Linked DNA regions of Sus scrofa: all the other regions are linked to region 1. A link is a contact called in public promoter capture Hi-C data. All regions are on one chromosome and are shown on one strand. Each heading gives the region's core, a stretch centred on a gene start, on an enhancer-like site or on the middle of the called end of the contact. The rest is flanking DNA. Distances are from core to core; before and after follow the strand shown. Region 1 holds the start of CDON (cell adhesion molecule-related/down-regulated by oncogenes). Region 2 holds the start of PUS3 (pseudouridylate synthase 3). Region 3 holds the start of RPUSD4 (RNA pseudouridylate synthase domain containing 4).

What was found. Promoter capture Hi-C pulls out the DNA fragments that hold promoters and counts their contacts.
Region 2: a promoter capture Hi-C map of liver shows a contact between it and region 1, with 2.1 times the contacts expected there. The contact joins the promoter of PUS3 here to the promoter of CDON in region 1. A contact is called at or near these places in 1 of 5 promoter capture datasets (liver) and 1 of 2 datasets of contacts at active chromatin or transcription factors (skeletal muscle).
Region 3: a contact with region 1 is called in a promoter capture Hi-C map of liver, with 2.3 times the contacts expected there. The contact joins the promoter of RPUSD4 here to the promoter of CDON in region 1. A contact is called at or near these places in 3 of 5 promoter capture datasets (fetal liver, fetal skeletal muscle and liver), 5 of 47 Hi-C or Micro-C datasets (embryonic fibroblasts, epiblast stem cells, fetal skeletal muscle and 1 more) and 1 of 2 datasets of contacts at active chromatin or transcription factors (skeletal muscle).

Annotation. Positions count from the first base shown.
Region 1 is chr9:53,176,260-53,181,330 of Sscrofa11.1, reverse strand. CDON (cell adhesion molecule-related/down-regulated by oncogenes) reads left to right here and starts at 2,450. Exons shown (of 20, transcript XM_021063103.1): 1 at 2,450-2,888.
Region 2 is chr9:53,025,941-53,031,011 of Sscrofa11.1, reverse strand. PUS3 (pseudouridylate synthase 3) reads left to right here and starts at 2,461. Exons shown (of 5, transcript NM_001244722.1): 1 at 2,461-2,489. HYLS1 (hydrolethalus syndrome protein 1) reads right to left here. Exons shown (of 3, transcript XM_013979548.2): 3 at 3,705-5,071. The coding sequence ends at 4,991. It overlaps DDX25 (ATP-dependent RNA helicase DDX25), which reads right to left and starts at 1,562. Exons shown (of 10, transcript XM_021063099.1): 1 at 1,475-1,562; 2 at 56-100.
Region 3 is chr9:53,306,391-53,311,461 of Sscrofa11.1, reverse strand. RPUSD4 (RNA pseudouridylate synthase domain containing 4) reads left to right here and starts at 2,270. Exons shown (of 7, transcript NM_001244957.1): 1 at 2,270-2,525; 2 at 2,882-3,047; 3 at 4,498-4,699. The coding sequence starts at 2,340. FAM118B (protein FAM118B) reads right to left here and starts at 2,264. Exons shown (of 8, transcript XM_005667489.3): 1 at 2,144-2,264.

The DNA of each region.
Region 1 (5,071 bases), core at 1,201-3,700:
GTCTCTGGCTTTTCTCCTCTTTTCTTACCTTTGTATGGCTGTCCTAGTTCATTGTCTTAATCCAACTGGACTGCCTGAACTGCTTCAGAAGCTTCTAGATGTTTTGATCTCAGGCTTTGCCTCTTTAAATCTGTCCTTATCACTGCTGCTGGGTCATTTTTCTAAACATAAATCTGGCTATATCACATTCCCATTTACAACCCTGTATTGACTCCCCATTGCCTACAGGATGGAATCCCAGCTTCTTGGCATGACATGCACGGCCACTGTGATCTGGCTTCAGTTTCTTTTCACGGTGCCTTCCCTTACTGATCTCTACCTAACCCCTCACACTTCTACCACAAAGAAGAATTTGCAGTTCCTTTGAGCTGCCCTGCTGTGTCTCGCCTTTATTCATAATGTCCTCTTGCCTAGACTGTCCTTCCATTCTTTCACCTGTCCCTGGCCAACCTCTACTGTCCTTTAAGGCTTAGTTCATGGGTCACTTCTTTTGGGAAGCCTTTCTTTCTTTTTCTTTTCTTTCCTTTTTTTTTTTTTTTTTTTTGGCCACACCCACAGCGTGTGGAAGTTCCTGGGCCAAGGATTGAACCTGCTCCACAGCAGCGACCCAAGCCATTACAGTGACAATGCTGGATCCTTAACCTGCTGTGCTACAAGAGAACTCCCTTGGGAGACATTTTTTGGGACACTGCCCTCCCACTCTCCCCAAACTCTAGACTGGGTTGGCAACACTGCCCCTGTACTCCCACACCTGCCTGTTCTTTGGACCAAAGATGTCTTAATGTACTTATCCATGTATACGTCAGTATCACAATTAGATTGTGAGCCCCTCGAAGCATAGGACTGTGTCATATTTCTCTGTGTACCTCTTTGTCTGGCAGTGGCATAGAATAGGTGTTCAATAGTCCTTATAAAGTGTTTACACTTGTAAGTGAACAGACGGATGATTCATTAACAAAAAACTATTTGCCCCAAAATGATTTCTCTACTTTACAGACAAGGCAGAAGGGACTACTCAGTATTCACAAACATCATGATTATTTCTTAGGTCTGATTATGAGTAATAGGCATAGTGATTTTCAAATGACATTGTGAGGTTTGGGGGTGCCCACAATCAATGGGGGCCCCAAGAGTAGAACCTGGAAGGGTTGGAATAGGACAGCTGCCGTATAGGGCAGCTAGGATTCTTGCAGAGTGCCACAAAAAACCTGTAAGACTTCCATTCCATTCACACAAAAATCTCAATTTAGATAAATCTTCAATGTTTATACATCTTATTTGCTAATTGAAAAATCATTTAATACAGCTTAAGTTAATAACATCCAGACTCAGTTTAAATAAGTAAAAAATGGAACAATAGAAAACAAAGAAATAGAACTCTTTTTTTTATCCTCCTGTACTGTCCTTCTTAGGACCTTATGCTTTCCTAAAGACCCTGGATATAGCTAAAGCAAAACAATAAACTGTCTGAACACCACTATACTTTCAAAAATTTGCTTGTGAAATTCAAGAAAAAAGGTAAGGAAGACTGTCATGCTTCTTTGATGTTCAGTACTGAGTGTTTTTGAACTGTGAGTATCATTAGGGCTGTTTTTGTAGTTAAATAGTAAGTAATAATGACGATGGTAAAAAAAAAACCCAATACACATATATGTAATAATACATATTATTATTATATAGAAGTCACAGTCCTTGAATGTCCACGCAGTGGCAGGTGCTTTCTACCAAGTATCACATTTATGCTTCGCAACAACCTTTTAAACAGAAATTATTTTCCCCTTTTTTCTTTTTGAACAACTGAAGTTCAGTGGGATCAGATCACTTGGGGCACGTCCAAAGGACGAAGTGGTAAGACTCTGGGGCCAAAGGCCGTGCTGGTTGGACCAGGCGACACTGAGCTTCTGCTAGTCTCTGAGAAGTTTTGTTACCTGCCTGCACGTATGTGAATGCCGGGCGAGTGTGGTGGGGAATCAGACGAAGCTGTCTAAGAATCTAAACACAGAAAGTGGTAAAAACGCGAAGGAACCAAAAGGGGCGGGAAGTTGGAACTATAAAAGAGATACCAGGTAGGCACCAACAGAAGGGATGGACTAGCTGGCTCCTCAGACAACTTAGGTGGATGGGTGAGGGGCGGGGCCTAAGCGGGGAAACCCGGGAGCGTGTAGACCAGTAGTGGACCGGCCCGAAATGACGCCTCTCTCGGGGAAGCAAAGGTGAGGGGAAAGTGAGTGCAGCCATATGGAAAACTCTGGAAAATGCCAAGGCAGCTCATCTTCATTTTCCTAAATAAAGCAGAAACTATCCTCTCCTTTCCTGGGGGGGGGGGTCTCTTGTAGAGCAAGCAGGAGTGGGACTGGGAGGAGGGCCTGCACAGAGCGCCCCCCCGTCACGTTGGTACGGCCCATCCCCCCGCCGCTGATCTGGCAGGCTGCGCGCGCACCCTCCGGCCGGGCGCGGGCCGTCGGGGAGCTGCGGCCTCCGCGGCCGGGTTCCCTCCTCTCGCTCCTCGCGTGCTCCTCGCTGGCCCAGCGCCCGCCGGGTTACGCGCCCGCGCGCCTGGGCGGGGGAGGAGCGCGGCCGCGGGGGCGCGCCCCAGTGACTCCGCCCTCCCCCCTCTTCTCCTCAGCTTCCCTCCCCTGAATCCCGGGTGCCCGGCTCCCGCGGCTCCGTGTGAGGAGACCGGGATTCCGCGCCGCCTGCCCTCGCGTCCCCGCTCCGGCGTGCGAGGCGCCGCGCCCTCCCGGTGCCCTGCCTGGTGCATGGAGGGGCCCGTTCGGACAGCAGCCGCCGCCGTAGCCGCCGCCAGCGCGCGGGGGATGACCTGGGGGTGGCTCTCGGAGCCGGCTGCCGCGCAGGAGGTCTGGGGGCTTAACCAGCCCCGCTCAGAGGTGCGGGGGTGGGGGTCCCACCTAAGGGTCGGTGGGAGGGGTGGCCTGGGGACACCGGGCTTGGGAGCCACGAGGCTTGGGAGGTGGAGGTCAGAGAGTGGACGGGCCAGCATGCCCCGGAGGTCGTGGGGGTCCAGGCTGCCTGCGGGGTCTGGGGAGGGCAGCTGACGGATGCGCAGCGGGGAGCTCAGGCGTCCCCAGTCCTCGGGGACTCTGAGCCTCCTCGTGGGAGGAGGCGGGGTGAGGTGTCAGTGACACTGTTAAATCTCTTTGACAATGATCCGCTGGGGCAGGTGAGATGCAGCACAGCGGGGAGCTTGGGGCGCCAGCATGTTTTCCCAAGGGAGCGGGGTCCCTCGCCTCTCTCAACCTCCATCCCGCAGAGCGCCCTCCAGACACAGTGATTTATGGTTAGGGAGAATCAAGAGAAATTTCCTGCACAATGTATCTTTCTCTGCCTTCATAGACTCAGTGACTTCCCAGCCCCAGGGAGCGTATTTTTCCTTCTCCTCTGTAAAGCTTTCTGTGGATTGCATTATCATTTGCTAAATACACTGCAGCTCGCCATTTATTTCACTCCGCAGCTTCCAGACCTTTGTTGCATTCTCTCCACATCTAGGGATTTCTGTAATAAATCACTGAGGGGGATAGAGAGGCTCTCTCGCCCTTCCCTTCATTGTTCTCCCTAACCTCACCAAGTCAGGTGGAAGGCTCTCCAAAGGAGCCTTCTATAGAATGCCTGCCTTTCCCAGTCCGGACTCCAGAGGGTGGCAGGTGCCTTAAGGGCAGGCTGTTATCCAGTTGAGATCTAGAATTTAGGGAAGCTCATTAACAGAACCTCTGGGTCCTAATTCAGACACCTTGAGAAAGCAGAAGATTGGACTAAAAGGTAACATGAGATTTAGTCTCAGACCAATGGCCAGTCAAAGAGGCCAGTTCTGATTCCATGCCTCACTGATGCTACAGCCCTCAGACACCTCAGCTGACTTTTGGCATACTATGTCTGCTGGGAGAGGATGGGGAGGGGGCTGAAGAATGAAATAGGTTTATCCTCAGAATAATTCTAAACGTTCTATTACATTTTATAGCTTATTTTTAGGGGTAATCTATTTTAGCTGAAAATGTGGGGGTAGTTCAACTTTTAGGAAGAGATGAAAGAAAACTCCAGAAAATTTCTGGAAAATTTAAATTAGTGCTTAACTAGAAAGCATTCTTAGGAACCCAGAGAGGCACCAGATACTGTAGTTTCTGTTTTGCACATGTGGAAATAAACTGCCTCATACTTTAAGTTATATGAGAAGAATGGGGAAAACCTGTTTCATTTTGTAAAGACGTGCCCTGGGTGTGTGTTTGGCAGTGTGTAGAGCAGAAACATTTATATTTCTATTAAAAAAACACACACACACAAGTGTGTATTGTTTAACTTTCATGCAAAAACTCGGATGTAGTATTTGGGAAATCTGTCTTTGTTTGAATAGTTTAGTCAACCAGGGAAATCAGTTACTATAGGTACTATGCTATTGTTTGTGTAGTAACTCACTTGGGATGCTTTGATTGATTGCCATGTTTCTCATCAACCTCCTCTTCTGTGGAAAGTACTTAAACAGCTCTGACTCTCAAGCCGGGAAGTACAAAGAACCCTTAGGACTTGGAGCATACTGATCTAGCTCGTGTAGGTTGGCTTCTAAATCAATCTTATTCCTTGCCTTCCTTGCAGGTGGTTTGACTTTGCAGGGAAGGAATTAAGTTCACTTTAAGATAGGACCCCTCTCTTCCCCGCCCCCCTACCTCCCCCCATCTGCAAGGTTTATATAAAGATAAAGGCTTTATGCTGGAGTAAGACCTTCTGTCATAGGACTGTGCTCTAAAGAGGTCAGGTAAAACTTCTTGATTGGTTCTTGTGCTTCCTTCTTATTTTTCCACTTTTGCCCTTACACTTTCATGACTTTCTAGATGATTTCATTTATGGTTTTGTCCACTTAGAAGTGGATGTATAATTATTCTTTTCTAGAAGTGTTTATTCTGTAGGCATTTAGACTAAAAATTGGTACTGCTTCTAGGTAAAATCCCGGAGAAATGATTTCAGAAATTAAACTTTATCTTAGTGAAATCAGACTGGAGGTAGGAAATGAAAAATAATTAAGTAGAAGATTTGTTATTTTTAACACATCGTTAAGTCTCCA
Region 2 (5,071 bases), core at 1,212-3,711, 150 kb after region 1:
ACTGAAACCAGTAAAAGAATGCCAGTAAATACACGCAAATGAATTTATTTCCTACCTACATCTTCTTCATCATCTTCTTCAGTGTTATTAACAGAACCATCTACAAGGATGGAAGAGAAACAACTGTAAAGACAATTGCTAAGCAGAAATGTAGACTGTATTGTCCCAGTTCCCCTTGCTCATTCTATAGAGTGCACATCAGGAAGAACTAAGCAGTGGAGGAGTGGGTAAAAAGATGGTGAAAGTAGTGGTCGGCCTTGAATGTTAAATTAAGGGAGCCCAGGTTGCCAGGGACATGAGGAAAGCAATGCTTTTTAATGAGTCGAGGCCAGTTTGCTTTACTCACCTACGTTTGGGACAGTAGTATTCTTAATACCCCGAAGGTTCTTCGGGGGGTGGATGAGGTTTGAAAACTATTGAAAGATACAAATTTCAGTCAACCTTAGGAAGCAAGCCATCAAGCAGCCCAGTGCTACCCCCTAACAGGGGCCAGAGGGGAGGCAGGGAAGACCATGCCAATACTTTTTCCTTTGCAATGTTACGTATTAATGAATTCCTTTCGGGAAGAGGTGTCCCATATGAATTATCCTAAAACTGGAGACTTTCTGCTGCCCCTGTAAATGAAGATCCTCTTTATTAGCCTCTAGTCTAAATGTGACACTCCTTGGGAGTCACAGCAGAAGGTATGGTAGATAGAAAGCGAGTTGGTAGATGAGATGGAAGCTACTGAGGCTCAATGTCAAATCAAGAGAGCAGAAAACTCAGCGTCTAGCCGGGGTTACCAGCTGCTTTCCCTCCCGCAGGTGTCTTCATTTTGCCCTTTCAAACCAAAGGTCTTATTTCTCTCAGGGTCGCCTCTCCCGTGGGCCTCTTCCAAATCCTTGCCACATCTCCCCTCTGCCATTTGACAGCCCACTCCAAAACGCTAGCGGGGCTCCCCCTTCCCCTCCCCTGCACATTTTCCTCTGAGAGTGCTGTTCTAGCCCCCGCCCCCTTGCCCTCCCCGGCTCATTGGCGGTTACGTGGCGGTTCAGCCGCTCGCTCTCCGCAGCCCCGGCGTCGCCTCCCCAAAGTAACGACGCCATAGCTGTGATCTCGGCTTCCGCCCCAGCACGTGCGACCACACCAGGCGCGAGGCGGTGCCGGGCCCCACCCAGCGGCCAATTATCTTTCTTCTGAGGGCGGCGCGGGGGTATAGGGAAAACACCCGCCGCGCGCAGGCGCGGGAGCTCTGGGGAAGTGGGAGGAGTCGGGAGAGGAGTGGGGGGTGGGGCGCAGGCCGAGGGAGCGGGCTGTAGAGATCCTCCTGCAGCAAGGTTTCTGTTGGATCAGCCCCCTACCTGCACCAGGCGTTAGAAACCCGGCCTGGACGCTATCGCTGTGAAAGCACACCTGCGGCCGACCTATGCTAAGTCAACAGTAGCAGGACTGTAAGCCTTAGGCAGTAGTCTTTGCACAGATTCGAGAGTCTTACCTCTCTTACCCCACCATCTTCTCCACAGATTAGTCTCCTGGTGGTGAGGCAGGATCCCTGCACCATACTTCAAGCTCTCACGCCCGCGTCCTCCTACCCCCCAAACTTCCGTTTCTTCACTGCAAGGTGTTAGAAAGCCTAGCGAATTGCATAGGAAAGTGGAGACTCAGAATGGGTGTGTTTCACCTGACAAATGCATTCGAATGCGACAGATGCAGAGAGGAAGTAAACTCGTTCAAGTTCTAGCTATTGTCCCTGTTATTGGATACCTGTAATGTTTCCACAGGCTGGTTTTTTCAGTTTAATTCTGATAGGTGCCTCTTGCTAAAGTACTCCGGAGAAAACGGTTTTCCTTTCGGTACAATCTTCACCTCCCACCTGTACCTGCGTAATCCTTGCAGATAGATCGATTCCTTGCACTAATGATTGCTAAATTTGGACAAAAGAACCGGACTTTATTTTTCTTCCAGTTTTCTAACTGGAATCTTGAGATCTGGATCAGCATTTCTGGTCCTAACAAAAACCGTGTTATGATCTCTCCGTGGTGCTGAAGCAAGACTCCCCATCTCTGGTCACTCTCAGACATCTCAATCGTTTGAGATCGTCGTATTTCTTTTCAGCCTTTTCATGTGGATTCAATTTAATTGTAAATGTTTTTGATTCTCAAGAGCAACTTTGTACTAATTTAAGTACCTATAAAATCAGGCCAGTTTCTTTCAGTTTTCATGTAAAGATAACGGCTATTTGAAAATTTTACTTTTCTGTTATTTTAGCACACTAGAATTAATCCTATCTTTTACTCTTATCCTATCGCATGCCCTAGATTCTGCCTTGTTGGTGGCCAAACTAGAAAACATTAGGCAGATTTCAGCCTCAAGCGGGAATTCCTGGCTCTTAGAACTACATTTCCCATAAAGGTGGACTACATTTCCCATGAGACCTCGGACGCGCGCGTAGAAGACGCAAAATGATTGCTTCCTGCCTCTAGAAAAGCTGCGTGGCGGAGGAGCGGAAGGTGAGCGTGTGGGTTTTGGGGTGGGTGATTTTCTGGGTTATACAAAGAGAAACGGACAAGTGGACAAATAGATGGTCTCTCTTTCCCTACCCCCTTTCTTGTACGTTGGTCTTTTCAGGAAAACACTTTTTGAGTGTGAAAATGGGACCTTGCTTAAGACTCTGTGTTTTTGTGTCTAGGGCTTTTTGGTGCTCTTTGTCAGAAACGTGCAGCAATAGGGGCTTCTTTAATTCGATTCTTTGAGAGCCCTGGAACTTCGGAGTTAAGTAAGTCTCTTCTGCCTCACAATTCTTTTTGCTCATGAAACGGAATATTAGTAGAGGTCGACATCGGGTAGTATATGGGGTGAGGAGGCATAGCAACTTTTTTCCAATTTTGGGGGAGGGGAGTTGCTATTAGTGATGATAGCACGTGTCTCCTAATCCTTTGAATATTATTCCTCCTCCCTTTTTTGGTTTAAAATAAGTTTATCATGGAGAATGCGTTTTCTTTTACTCCATTAGTTACTAATATTTTCTGTACTAAAACTTTTTAACTTCAAAAAAATACTTTGAAACTCTTGCGATGACTGTTTTGTGTTCACAGTCATGCACGCAATTCCCGCTTTGTAGTAATTTGGTGGCCCCCTTCCAGGTATTATGTGGCCGCGTGGGAACCACTGTACTTCACCCTCAGAAGGGTGTGGTGTGCTGGTGAAAGCACTGTACTGAGTCAGGAGGCTTCTTGACATGTGTCTTATTGCCTGCTTAACCCTTTTGGACTAGTTCTTTGATTAAATATTGGTTTGAACTAGATAATCACTTTGGAAACTTTGTGATTTGGTGACATTAGGCTTTGAGATTTTTGTGTATCTATATGAAGAAGGTAAATTATTGGAGTGTATTGCTGTGATTATTAAATGCCATATGGCTTTTAATTTTTAAAAAATAGGTATAAATAAAAACTGTCTTTAATCCCACCATCCAGAGTTAGATGTTGATCTTTATTTATGCCTTGGATGTACAGCATGACTGAGATCATACTGTATGATTTGTAACCTATTTGTTTCATCTAATTTTCATTTTTCCATTAGCTTCCCAATGTTGGGTAGTTTGCAGTGTTTACTTATTTGCAGTGAATGTATCTTACATATATCTTTGAGTCACTGATTATTTCTTTCTCTGATTAAATGCCTAATAATGGAACTTGGTGAATGAATGAATGATAACTTAAACATTACAGAGAAAATGTATTTTATTAGATGGTTAAGGTCATTCATTTTTGTTACACAGCTTTTTTTTCTTTGAATAACCCACTATGCCTGCTGTCACTCTTCTGGCTTAAGTGCTAAAACTGACAATCTCCAGATTTTAGGTGTTCCTCATTGGACTAGAAGCGTCAAGAACAAGGCAGAGGAGTCCCATTGTGGCTCAGTAGAAACGAGTCTGACTACTATCCATGAGGACCCAGGTTTGATCCCTGACCTGGAGCAGCAGGTTAAGGATCCGGCATTGCTGTGAGCTGTGGCGTAGGCCAGCGGTTGTAGCTCTGATTCAACCTCTAGCCTGGCAACCTCCATATGCCTTGGGTGCGGCCCTAAAAAGACAACAAAAAAAGAACAGATCCTATCTCACTAATTCTGTTCACCTTAACTTGGATCTGTTTGTAATGAATAGGCCAGATTCATTTTGGTTATTATGTCTGCATCTGGTTCCAGCTGTTAGGAGTTTGAAGTTCTGTCACAGAGTGAGAACAGCCTTAAAGTGACAGACATGGTTTCTAAGAAAATCTCAGGGGCAAGTTATAAAAAGTATGGTATTCTAGAAGTAACAAATGGAGGGGAATATATTATTTAAATAATCATGAGAGAAAACCTGGGTTAGAATCTTTTGATCATCTATCAAAAATCATTTAACACAGCTGGATTTACTATATTCCTTTAGCAATGAAGGTTATTTGTGCCGTTACATTCCTCACTTTGTGTGTAAGAGGGCAGGTTTTTGTTCTTTCCTTTAGGCTCTCTTTATTTAGGTGGTGAGAGTTTGATAGCAAGTATGATTCGAAGCAGAATCATAACCTAGGTTTGAGATCATCTTACTTTGGGAAGTATTTAAGTAAAAATAAGGTCAAGTTCACAAATTCCCAAAATTCTTTAATAGATAAGCTTACTGCCCAGCAACTTTAAAAACATGTTTAAAAAACAGCAACTCACATTGGCCAAAGGTAACAAGATTATGAAACAGAAACAGTGCTGGCTTTGCTTACTAATCCGACAAAACAGAAAGACCAGGTCTCTCTTTCTTTTTCTGGCATGATTCCTCTTGTAATTGCTGGACTTGAGTGGTAATCTGGAAGTTAAGTGGTTTCTGATACCAATGTGATACATACCTAGGAAAGACCAGTGATGGGTGAAATCCTTAATCTATAATGTTCCATGGGCTTTCAAGTTAGATCTTTCTATTTAAGTAATTGCAAACAATCCTGTGAAAGGAGAGACAGGTTTAAAAAAATAAATAAAAGACCTAAGAAGGAGAAAGAGGGAAGGGAAGCTTCTTGGGCATTACACCATTTGCAAGGTCACAACGAACACCCCAACGAAGGGC
Region 3 (5,071 bases), core at 1,021-3,520, 130 kb before region 1:
CTGCCTAGACTCATAGGATAAACATTAAGGAAACAGAAACTTCTGCATCTATATTGGCTAAAGCTGTACTGTGATACTATGCAAACAAAAACTTTGAATTCACCAAATTTCTCTTACAAAGTTTCAACATGGAAAACCTAAAACTTCCTTCAGAAGAAAAGTGACCAGTGTTTTTATTCCTAGGCACTATAGTATATGCCCCAGGTTAACTTGAAACCCAAGAACACAGCTCTGTGTCACCAGCAATGACATCTGAGTTGGCTCTTCATTTTATTTCCTGCCACCGAAGGCCAATTCTACAGGAACAGGAATCACTTCATGAACACCATTAAGGACAGGTTAAGGTAGAAATAGGTTCTCCCAGCCTCCACACAAACCCATTAAAGTTATCATGTCCAAGTTTGTAATTTACATTAATTCAAGTCCTCATGTCCAAGTTTCAGAGTCTTTGGAAAGGAGGCTTCATGTACCTACATAACATGTGATGGGCAACTGTTAAGTTAAAGTCTGGGGCATATTAGTAAAAGGTAGTAATTCTCGACTTCTATAAATCCATCTTTCCTGAGAATCTGCTGTTGGAAAAACAGTTGGAGAGAGGAACGTTTCCCAATTCCCTTTGGAATTCCTCACATTTATACCCTAATCACATCTCTTACTACAGAAACATACACAGGTCTTCTCCCCCATCCCCTTTGTAAACACATGTAGTCCTACCTCCATTCTTCGGGTCAAAAATGGACAAAAATTAGACAATTCAAAATGTTCAGATACAACTAATGCATGCCTACGATGCACTTTAGCCAGCTAAGGAAGATTTGTGAGTTTACTCTGTACCAGATGTGGGGATGAAAAAATGAGTAAGTCCTTAAGGGACTCACAGTTCAACTGCAGCTGCCAATGGTACATCTTGATCTATTCAACTCAAATTCAATCTCAAAGAATAGTACAGTGTAGGGAAAAAGACCACTGAAGGAAGCAAAGCCTTACTACCGACAGCCTAGACTGCAGCATCCTAGCTGATTGCCCTGCTATCAAATTCCTCACATTTTCAATCTGAAAATTCCTCTTTCAAGGAGTCTCTCTCCTACTCCAGAAGCTTCAAAGACTCCTCCCTACTTAATCACTTCTAGTTCAAATTCTTCCTCAAGTTGGCTGGCTCCACTTATCTGTCCAACTTTGTTTCATGCTCAATATGGCTCCCTTCAGCCAAACCCTATTATAGGAGTAGGAGGTAAAACTAATTCCATGACCTCCTCTAACTTCTCAGGCAGCCTTCTTTCTAAGGAGTCAAAAACTGTTTCCTCTATCGTCAGCACAGATCCATTAATTTTTTGACATCCCTTCTGCGCTCGGCGTCAGCTTTCTTCTTAACAAATGGCAGGTATGTCCCAAGGTGTTTTTAACATTACCATCCCAACCAGATGGTTCCTTTTCCCTGCCACCCCTTAATGAAGTCAGACGGTCTTGACTTAGTGAAGTCGCTAGCAGTTTGGGCATGGGACTCCAAACACTGCACCTTGTAAGAGGAGAGAGGGTCTGGAGCGGTTGCAAACCACGGAGGGGAAAAATGAAGGAAGCAGAAAAGAGAAGAGAAGGTTCGTGCTCTGTACTTTGTCTTCCCTTGGGAAGGAGTAGGAAGAGGGTGGGGGTGAGAAGACGCAATCCAAGAAATGAATTCTTCAAGAAGGCAGGAGAAATTCAGGGTGCTCCCTAGGAAGGAAACATGGGACCTGGATAACGGAAGGGCTCCCCATCACCCTTGGAGAGGACTAGTTACAACGCGAAACAAAGAGGTTGGGAGTCAGGAGGTGAGGGGTGGAAAGGCTTCAGATCCCGCGTCTCCGAAGGTCGAGCGGAAAGCAACGGGGACCCGACGTCCGGGGACTGGCCGAACAGCTGGGACCTGGTTGCCAGGAGGGTCAAGGTGGGCGCCCAAGACTGCTCTGGAGCGAGCGTTTATGGGGCATCGTTTCTGCAGGGCGCGGGGGCGGGGAGGTGGTTTTCAGTGGGCTCGTCTCCCAAAGGGAGAAACGGTTTCCCAACACAGGCACCTCCGAGAAGGTAAGCTCTTGGGACGTAGAAACGTCAAGGCGTTAAAGTACCGGTAGTTACAAACCCCAGCTCGGCTTCCCCACACACTCACCGCGTCTCCTCCAAACGCCACCGCTCCAGCTGCAGCTACCGGCCGGCGCAGCCGCACTTAGCGCGTACCGCCCCCACGTGACTCGGCCAGAATCCCGCCCCCGCCCGCCCCACGTGACCTTAAGACACACCCACTCCCGCCTCGCTCTGGTCCCTCTTCTGCCCTGGGTTTTAGCTGGCCCTCCCTTCTCGGCAAGATGGCGGTGCCCAGTTGCTGTGTGCCAGGTTTCTGGGTCCGGAGTTCCGGACAGTGTCTGGGGAGTCTCTTCACTTTCGTCTCAAAGCGACTTTGCTCCGCTGCTGCCGCCTCTAGGCCCATGGATGCCCAGCAACTGGCAGAGAGGCTCCGAGCCCAGAAAGAGAAACAAAAGGCGAAGGGGCCGGTGAGTCCAGAAGGATCACGACTCCCAAGAGGCAGTGCGCTCACTGGTTTCCCAGGCCGGGAGGGAGGTCTTCGGACAGGTCTCACGTAAAAGTCGAGGACAGTGGTGGACGAATGGGAAGAAAGCGAAGGGGAGAAGGCAGTAGTGTACTGTAGCTTCTTGTGCATTGGATCATTGGTTCCTGCGGACTTCGGCCCGAAGCTCTTCATGGGTACAAGGAAGACACCCCTGCTTTCAGATTACTCGGGGAAAGCACGAGACTAAGGCACAAGTATAGGCATTCCCTTCCCAAATTCTTATACTTATTGAAGGTCCTTCCCACCAGGCGTTTCCCGTCGCTCCTTCTCTCCCTGTAGGTGCCCACGAACCCTGTTCAGCGGAGAGTACGAGAACTAGTGCGGTTCACAGAGCAGCTGCAGCGAGTCCACCCCAATGTGCTTGCTAAGGCGCTGAGCCGAGGAATTGTCCACCAGGACAAGGACCTGCTGGTCATCAATAAGCCTTATGGTCTCCCTGTGCATGGTAAGGAGCACGTGGGAAAGGAAGGGGGGGCCCTGCTGCTGATTTCTGCTCTAAGTAGGGGCAACTCTACTGATTTTACTTCCGGGGCTCTCTGAAGTCTCTCTTTCAAAATAATCAAATTTTTGCGGGGTACTGTCTATGTAAGGCACTACCCAGGACACAGAGATAAATAAGACAGTCCCCACCTTCCAGACTTCTGGCAATTAGCAGTGATTTATAGAATTTGCTGTCTGCAGACCTCCAGTGGGGATTGCTATAGAAAAAGTACAAAGGCTGTGTGGTTCTTGCCTTCAAGTTAGTTTCCATCAAAACTGGGAAAGAGGACATAATTTGTGTGTTGATGTATACCTAACAAAACCCCAGGGTGTCTAGAACTTAATGGACACGTAATGATTTTGAATAAAGGTTCTGTGTAGTTGTTAGAGACAGCTGGAGTGAGTCAGGAAAGACTGATATAGAAAAATGCCAAAAACATGTTTTCCCCTAGCAAAATCCTTTTCACAAGTGCAATTTTTTTTTTTTAAATCCATCTTTCCTGACTCACTCCAGGCTAGAAGAACAAATGCTCAGGGGGCGGTATGGAGAAGGTTGTACATGAAGATAAGGAATTAAATCAAATATTGCCAAGTACTTTGTGTGTTTTTTTTTTCCCCCCTCTCTTGACCCTCAGAATAGCTTCTTGCCTTTCCATTTCCCATGAGATAGCTGTTTTTTATTCTAATTTTTTTTAGCCACATATGCAGTATGTAGAAGTTCCTGGGTCAGGAATCAAACCCATACCTCAGTGGTAACTAGAACCACACAGCAGTGACAACGCATGCCTCCCTGCCAGGCACCAGGGAACTCTGTGAAATAATTAGATACTTATATTTTATAGATGAGAAAATTCAAAGTTGGAAAGATTAAGTAATCTGTCCAAGGTCAATGGCTAGTTAGGAGGGAACACAGAATGAACCCAAGAATATCTCCCCTCAAAGCCCATTCTCTTAGCTCTTCTGTAATGCCTCAGAAAGGCCTCATGGTCTTGCATTTCTCACTAGAGTTTACTTGGCAAATTTCAAGCCTTTATTTGTGTAGTGAAATATCAGACCTCCTCATTTTTGGTTGCTAATTTTCTTCTGAGTACATAAGTAGATTAAATATATATATATATGTCTGAAGAGAAAGCCACATGCTCTGGGACAGTGTTTCTTAAAATTTAATGTGCACATGAATCACTTGGGTGTTTTATTAAAATGCTGATTTTGATTTATTACTCTGGTTTGGGGGCCTGAGATTCCTTTCTAGCAAGTTCCCTGGGCATACTGACATGTTGTTAGACCCTGGAGCAAAACCTTAGTAATAAGGTTCTAGAAATCATCATTAATCCAAAAAGGGCTATTTTCCCAAGTAGAAGTCTTTGGTGGGCTCTTTTCCTGGCCACTCACATCTCTGGCTTTTTCCTTCTTAGGTGGCCCTGGGGTCCAGCTCTGCATCAGTGATGTATTACCCATCCTGGCAAAGATTCTTCATGGCCACAAGGCAGAGCCCCTGCATCTCTGCCATCGTCTAGACAAGGAAACTACAGGCGTAATGGTGTTGGCTTGGGAAAAAGAAGTGGCACATCAAGTCCAAGAGTTGTTTAGAACCCGTCAGGTGGCAAAGAAGTACTGGTATGAAGCCCACGGATAGCGGTTGAGGTGGTGTAAATGAAGGCATGCCTTTCACCTATCCATCCCTTCACATAGCAGGCACTCCTAGTAATAGAAGGCAGTGTGCTAGGACCTGTGGGCATATGAACAGATTTAGTGCTTAGAATATTAGAGTCTAGTAGCATAGTGACTCCTTATTAATCATGCTGGTAATACATGATTTCATTCTTGTGGCACAATGTCAAACAACAAAGCTAAGGCCAAAGACTTCTGGAGAATCTGCTCATTCTATTCTGGTTCCTTCCCTTGGGATAGTTTGGTTTTTATTCCTCTGAAGCTTACTCAACATATTTATATACGCATCTGGTACATACATGGTGACTGTATCCATGT